Linked DNA regions of Capsicum annuum: region 1 is linked to region 2. Evidence: chromatin contacts called from public Hi-C data. All regions are on one chromosome and are shown on one strand. The core of a region is the stretch at or near the end of the contact, and the rest is flanking DNA. Distances in the headings are between cores, read along the strand shown. Region 1 holds the start of LOC107878148 (scarecrow-like transcription factor PAT1). Region 2 has its middle 72 kb from the start of LOC124885803.

Region 1 (3,760 bases), core at 595-3,094, 91 kb before region 2:
ATCTTCACAGTGAACCAACCTCAAAAGCTGAGCAGCGTTCGGAATTCGGAAAGGGAAGGACAAACTCTAGCAGCAAACCATGACAACCTACACATTATACATATAGTATTTGTTGGAGAAGAAGCAGTGGAATATAAAGTCAGAGTAAGGAACTAATATGCGCTATTCAACATCTATATTGCAGCTTGTTAAAGACTTTAAAGTGTTATGCCATTACTTCTACTATGTAGCATTGAGTGAGATTACTGCAGCAACTACACATTATGCTTTATCTACTTTAAACCAACCTCAAATCTAGTTACCACTATCTCAGATCAATCCTATGAAGCAACAGATCACGTAAAGGAAAACCGAAAAATGATGAATGCTTGCAGAATCAAATACACCTCAACAAAAAAAAAAAAATGTAAATCTGTATTACCAACTGAGCTGGCCACTGATCAAAATATACTACTGAACTTACCTACTACTTCTATAGATTATGTTACTTCATCTAATTTATACTATTGATTTTTTTTAAAAAAAATACATATTTAAACTAAATTTATATTCATTGTAAGAAAAGGATCAGTGACCAATATACTCAGTGACATATCCTCAGAATTTTCTAGTGGTTAAAACATGGATAAACTTCAAGTTAGTCCAATCTGTTTACCTTGAAAGCAAAAAAAACTAGTTACACCAGAAGTCCTAGACAAAGATCCACTATAATCTCAATTAGCAAAAAGGTCAAGAATTTGATATTTCAAAAAAAGAAAAAAAGGAAAAAGAAAATCTACCATGGATGAAAATCAATGGCTTTAATCAAGAACATAAACTACTTCAATTGAAATTGAAAACTAAAAAAGGAGTAGAAAAAAATGAAAGAAGCAAGTGATCTAACCAAAAAATTGAAAGTAAAGAGAAAACTGCTCTTATTAAATAAGCCATTCTAACAAAGTACAAAAATAAGCTAAGCTGGCCCGGACACCACGGATATAAATTATAAAAAAAAAAAAAAAAAAAAAGTACACTGAATGCAGCAAGAAAGATTGAGCAGAACATGAACCAGATAAAATGGTCCATGTATCTACAACCTTCTTAATAAATTACTACTAAAAGCAAGAGTTTAATTTCTTTCTTTAATATGTTTTTATCAGTTCAATTTAAAAACTGAAACTCAGTCTTTCATTTCAACTGCCATAAATTCCAAAATAACAGTATAAACAAACTTTGTCACATTCTTGATTAAACCCAACTTCAAAAAAGAGCTTCATTTTCTCAAGAATCCACAATATTTACAAAAACAAGAGAAAAAATCTCAGCTAAATGAATTAAAATACAAATTGTAAGTATAAAAATTCTACCTTTAGTAGATCTATCAGATAACCAATAACCAAGTTGAACATAAATTTTTGGATTTTTCTCAAAAGAAAAAAAGATCCTCAAATTGAATCAAGAATATCAAAAAGATTTCAACTTTATCACATTAAAGAAAGAAAGAAAAAGAAGTGAAATGGGATAATATAGCAAAGAAGCTTAGAAGCAACCACAAAGAATTTATAAACAGTAACTGAAGTTACATATTACTATGAATTTAGTAAGTTGGTATACCAACCTTAAAACTGAAGAATCCCAATTTTTTGTTTTTGTTTTTGTTTTGCAATATGTTGTTTCTTTATTACAACTCAAAGAACAGTTTATTTATTTATGCTGATGATAGAGAAAGGGGAAGAAAGAGCAGAGGACCCTATGAAGATAAAAAAAAAAAATCTGTGAATTTAAGTATTATAAAAAGATCATGATTATTATTAAGACCTTATTGTTTAGGAAAAACACAAGAATGCCACTATGGTTTTGTTATTAATTGATCTAGTGGGTCTAAAAGGCTCTATAAGCAATAACTAGTGGGCATGGGCAAGTGCAAGGTACTATTTGACAACACTTCAGTGTAATTTTATAAATTGAGTCGAGAGGCGTGCTTAGATCTTATCATTACCTTCTGAAGTGAAAGGGTAAGGTTAGTAGAAGTCTAACACAAAATACTAATCGAAAATATAAACGAGCATACTTAAAAAAGAATAATGACTATGAAAAAAGTGTATGATACTCAAAATACACGAGATTATAGGTATGCAAAAATTAGTTCAATCGATAAATCGAATAAAAAAAAGTGTTATTGATTTATTAGTATTAGATTATTGAGTTAATAATTTTTGTAAACTTTTTTATTGGGCTCTCGATCCAATTTTGGGTTTTAAAATTTTAATTAATGGTTAAACTGATAATATAATAATATTATATAAGATTATATTTTTATCCCTAAGACATACTTTATTTTTTTCATATTTTATTGTTGTTGTCTTAATGTTGTTGTTTTCTTTCGAAAGTTATTGGCTTAGTGTGGTTTTACTTCTACCATCAGCTAAACTATAAACAGATCTTATTTTCTCTTGTTGAGAGATCGTCATCATTGAGATATTGCACTCAAGTTTGTCACTTAATCAAACTGAAAAAATTTGTTTTATTAATAGTGTATTTGAATTTGTTTTATTAATAATATATTAATAATGTATTTGAAACATTAAATAGTAACATGAATTGATGAATTTGTATTAAATAAATCAATAATTTTGAATACCAGATAAAAAATTTCATTTATTGATTGTAATAGAATTGCACAATGTTTAAAGAAATTGTGAGCTAATTGTATTTGTCCATATGATTATAATGAACATTAGGGTCTAGACTAGATTAAGAGTTTGGCTTATGGTTAAATGCCTTATGTACCTTGATTTTAATTATACATATTATACTCACAAATAAATGCTAGACAAATACCTTATTAGTCATTAACGGTTGGCAATTTAGCACAATTACAGTGTTTATTAAATCAATGAAGCTACTAACCTAGCTATTTAATAACACTTTAACTTTTATTTTATGATTTTTCATTCCAAAATTGATAGTTAATTAAAGACCATTAAGAATTGTGTCAGAATAGATATATAGGAATCACACCATTAATCAGAAATTTCAGTTTTAGCATTGAAATGGTCCTTTTTGATGGAAATTTTTTAATAGATTTTACGGGTGACGAATTTTAATTATTTTATAAAATTTCACATAATGTTTTACCTAAGGTACAGATGATTTCAAACAAGCTGCTTGTTCAATGTTTTTTCTCCTCTTCTTAAAAGTTTAATTAGTACTCAAAGTACAGGTAATTTCAAATAAGCTAATCTCCTTCTATGTTTTTCCTACTCTCCCTTCTTCTCCTCCTATTTGACAAAATTTTGACAAATTATCATTGTTGTAAAATGAATTTACTAGACTTGATGTTACTTTTTATTGTTTTAACAAAACCACGACTCGAATTTCTTTTTTATTATTGTTGAAATTTATGTTACAATTTTGAGCTTATTTAGAGTAGATTTTACTATTAAAAATAAGTCAAAAATCAAGGGGCAAAATGATCGACGTCTATCAAATATAAGTCAAAATAAAAAAAAAAGGCGACGGACTTGACAATATGGACTCTTTTGTCCAATTATGATGGAATAGATCAAAATTTCACCATTTATAATTATAGATTTTGAATTTGAGTCTTAAAATACAATAATTTTTCTTTGATTGGTTCCTTTTCCTTAAATAAGTCTCATGCAACGCAACGTGAATCTGAATCAATAAATTCCGAATGCCAAATTAAAAAATCTCATTAATTGGTACTAGTAAAAAAAAAAAAAAAAAGCACAATATTGTTTTAGGGAATATTCTATAT
Region 2 (3,777 bases), core at 1,149-3,648:
GATCTTCAGAGTGTGACTCATTCATGGGGTCAATAGATGGTTGTAGAGTTGCAGAGGTTGAAGAAGCAACAAGACGAGGAGGTTGAGTGACTTGAAAGTTAGACGAGGCCACACAAGGCCTAGATTAAGTAGGTAGCTGTAATGGGAATAAAGGTGACGTGACCACAAGAGGATCAGAAGGAGAGAAGGATTGGGAGATTACTGAAGGACAAGACAGTGTAGCATACGGGAATACTAACTCGGGAAAGCCTCCAGAGAGGGTGTTGTTTATCCATATCGTCTTCATCATTGTCTTCTCCTCCTCGAGCATTTGTTGCTCTTCGTCAACCTGACTCTGATACCATGAAACAGATTACTCAAGGCTCAAAGGAGCCAGTATAAATCATCAGTTATATTTATTGTATATACAAGTACACTGAGACGCGTGATATAATACAAATCAAACTATAAAACTCCTACACATACTGGATTAATAATATTTAACTAGGAATCCTAATGGGCATATCGAATTTCTAATAAAATCAGCTATAAAGCTCGCAGTTTGTTTTTCTTTTAAATAAGCTTTTATTTATTAAACTGAAAATAACTTAAGGGTAATTAAGTAATGTCATGTTCATAATTGTCTCTATCTACTTGAAAAAAAATGTGATTAGTTAAGTTCCTAACTTTGCTATCTGATGTGAGATTATGTATTTTATTCATTAATTAATTTGCATGTAATCACGCAAGGGATTCCCCATTTCCCCTCTTGAAGATTTATTCCGTTAGCAAAGATATAAAAGCATAAATAAAAAAATGGAATGTTGTTTCCTCTGTCTCCCTACTTACCAAAGAAGTGTTTATCTCATGGCCCCACAAAGTCTTATCTTAAACAACAACAAGCCCTCTTTATCTTTTTGTCTAATTTTTGTTTTCATTCATCCCACGTTTGACATTGACTTTAAAATTTGAATTAATTTAAATTTATGTCATGTAAAATAATAAGAAAATGCTCTTTGTTAGAATTACAAATAGAGTTGTAACTAATAAGTACTTCCTTCGTTTTATTTTATCGGTTTCAAATTAGGATGACACAGCTATTAAGAAAATAATGATGGACAATATAACTTTATCATTTTCCCTCTCTTAATTGTGTCTTGTTGTTAGTTCCAATATTAATGGATGACTAATACCAAAACACCATTTGTATTCTTAATGGTGTACTCTTAATGATACTAAGAGTATAATGAAAAAAAAATTTATTTTATCTTGACAAAGTAAAAAAAATAAATAAAATGAGATAACAAATTAAAAAATTTAAGACGGATGGTGGGAGTACATGTAAAGGAACAATAATAGTAGAGTAGGGATACGTCCGCCCTCCTAACAGGATGTAAGAATTTCCTCTATTTTGACTCTGTGAAGGGAGTTTCACTCATTGAGTTGTTATTGCACGACATATAAATTATCCACTATTTTTACCATCCACTTTATAAATGAAGTGCTTGTTATCGTGATTTTTTTCTTTTCAAAATTCAATTGGAAAGTCCAATAAAAGATGGAAGATTTTTTTTTTTTGCAAAGCTAGATTGTGAACTCTAATAAAAGATACTCCTAAAAGATTTCTATCTATCACATCATGACAACTTTTGATAGTCTCATCTCTTCATTCAACTCCTTGTGTTTCCAAACAAATAGTTCAAATATAATATTCATATTTTTTAATTGCGAAGATCTCAAATGCATATCGTAATCTGATATCCTGTTTTTATAATACTATTAATAAGATCTCGTGTTCTTTTTTCTTATTTTTCTTTCTCCTATGTAGAAAAAAGAAAAAGAAAGGAAACAAAACCACAAAACTCCTATATTTAATCATGAACTTATTTATCATCTTTACCCTCTCTGTTTTTTTTGGAAAAAAAAAAAAATCAATGTCTTCCACGGCTCCTCCTTATCAAAACTACTGTGATAATGTGTAAAGAAAAGACAAAAAATAGGATCAATTTGGGGGTGGTTGCCCTCTTGAATCTTTTTAGGCCCTTATTATAAGAAAAATATGAAATGTGAATTTTCGTTTTAATTTTTTATTTTTAAAAAATAACATGCATGTATGAGCAATAATGTTTCCAGAAGAGGTGTGTTTCTTAGACAATTTTTCTTTTTTCAAAAAAAACAAAATTGTTTGTTCCGTAGTGTACTTTTTATCTTGATTATTTTGGAGGGATATATTATTTTGGAAGGGTGCCAAGTCATTGAATGGCATGCGCATAATAATAGAAGTTAGTATATGTTAAAAATATAATTTAAATACTACTTTATATTATGTATATTATTAGTGTCTGTCTGCGCACGCGTGTGCAACTAGTTTATGTTTATGTTTTTACAATAAACAATTCAATAGTTCAAACTTCAAACATGAGAACAAAGACTTTTGGTATATATTAGCTCCCCACCACCGTGGAAAGCCATTTACAATATGCATGGGACCCTGTAACTCACATGACGATGAAGACCTTATCAAAAAAGTAATTCTCCACTCTTTCTCCAAGTTCCCTGTCACATTCAAATTACAGGTTTGGTAATTTGAAGTTCATGAATTTTATAATAATTTTTAATTAATATAGATATGATAATAATTGAATTTAAAGTTAAATTTTTATAAATATTTAATAAATATTTTAATATATATACTGAATTTGAGGAAAAATTAATGAATTCTCATAAACCCCACAAGCAAAGTATTGGATTAGTGAAGGAGTCTATCTACAATATGTTTGTATACAAGAAAATACACAGGTATAGAGTTATAATACATTTCAATATTCATTCTCTCAATTCAAAATCTACAATGTCTGGGAGTTAATTGTTTAAATATTGAGATCAATTGAATTTAGTAGTTTTAGCATAAATTTTATATTTATTAAACAGAAAAGGGTCTAAAATATCCTTTAACTATGTGAAATAGTGTAATAATGTTTCCTTCTATCTATTGAGCCTAAAAGGCCCTTTATGTCTATTGGGCCTAAAATACTCTTTCTGTCTACCTATTAGGACTATTTTATTCTGTTATTTAAAAAAAAAATTATATAATACCACGACTTATTTTTATAAAACTGCATAAAATTCCTATCATTTTTATTAATATTAATCAAATAAATAGTGCACAATATCAATTTTTCGTTATTCCAAATTGATCTGATAAATAAAAAAAAACAACAACATAAATAGTCATTTTAAAAAAATTATTACTTATACATAACTGTATTAGTTGGTTGTCAAATATAGCATATAACATATTTTATTTTACAATAGATTCTAATATATAGAAAAATAATTATATATTAAATTCTCATATTTCTTATTTATTGCCTAATTTTATGAAAGCCATTGTTCATTTATTTTTTATATACTATATCAAAATTTTGGATTTTTTATTTTTATTGCCGGCTTTCACGATATCTTCATACAAATATATGATATATTTATACCATAAAAATTCATGGTATATTTATATATTATACAAATTATATTTTTATCATAAAAATACATGATATATTTATACCATAAAAATTATATTTATATCATATAAATTATTTATACCATAAACGTATGTGGTATATTTTAGATATAAAAAATTTATACCATGTAATACTGAAACTATATATTTGTATTTAATAAATAACTTTTTAACAAGAAAAATACTTCCGACATAATGAGATATACCATGAATATTTTTCTCATAAATTATATCAAAAATATAATAATAATAATCATCTAACTTTATCATAAATTATA

What was found. A called contact is a pair of places that touch in the nucleus more often than the background predicts.
Region 1: a contact with region 2 is called in a Hi-C map of placenta, with 5 times the contacts expected there. The contact joins the promoter of LOC107878148 here to the enhancer-like site in region 2. A contact is called at or near these places in 3 of 5 Hi-C or Micro-C datasets (leaf and placenta).

Annotation. Positions count from the first base shown.
Region 1 is chr7:163,593,845-163,597,604 of UCD10Xv1.1, reverse strand. LOC107878148 (scarecrow-like transcription factor PAT1) reads right to left here and starts at 1,844. Exons shown (of 2, transcript XM_016725054.2): 1 at 1,598-1,844; 2 at 1-87.
Region 2 is chr7:163,502,977-163,506,753 of UCD10Xv1.1, reverse strand. No RefSeq gene overlaps it. Among protein-coding and RNA genes, the nearest start is that of LOC124885803, 72 kb to the left of the region's middle. Within about 2 kb of position 2,398, at least 2 of the 5 cell types and tissues checked have an H3K27ac peak or open chromatin away from gene starts, as enhancers often do.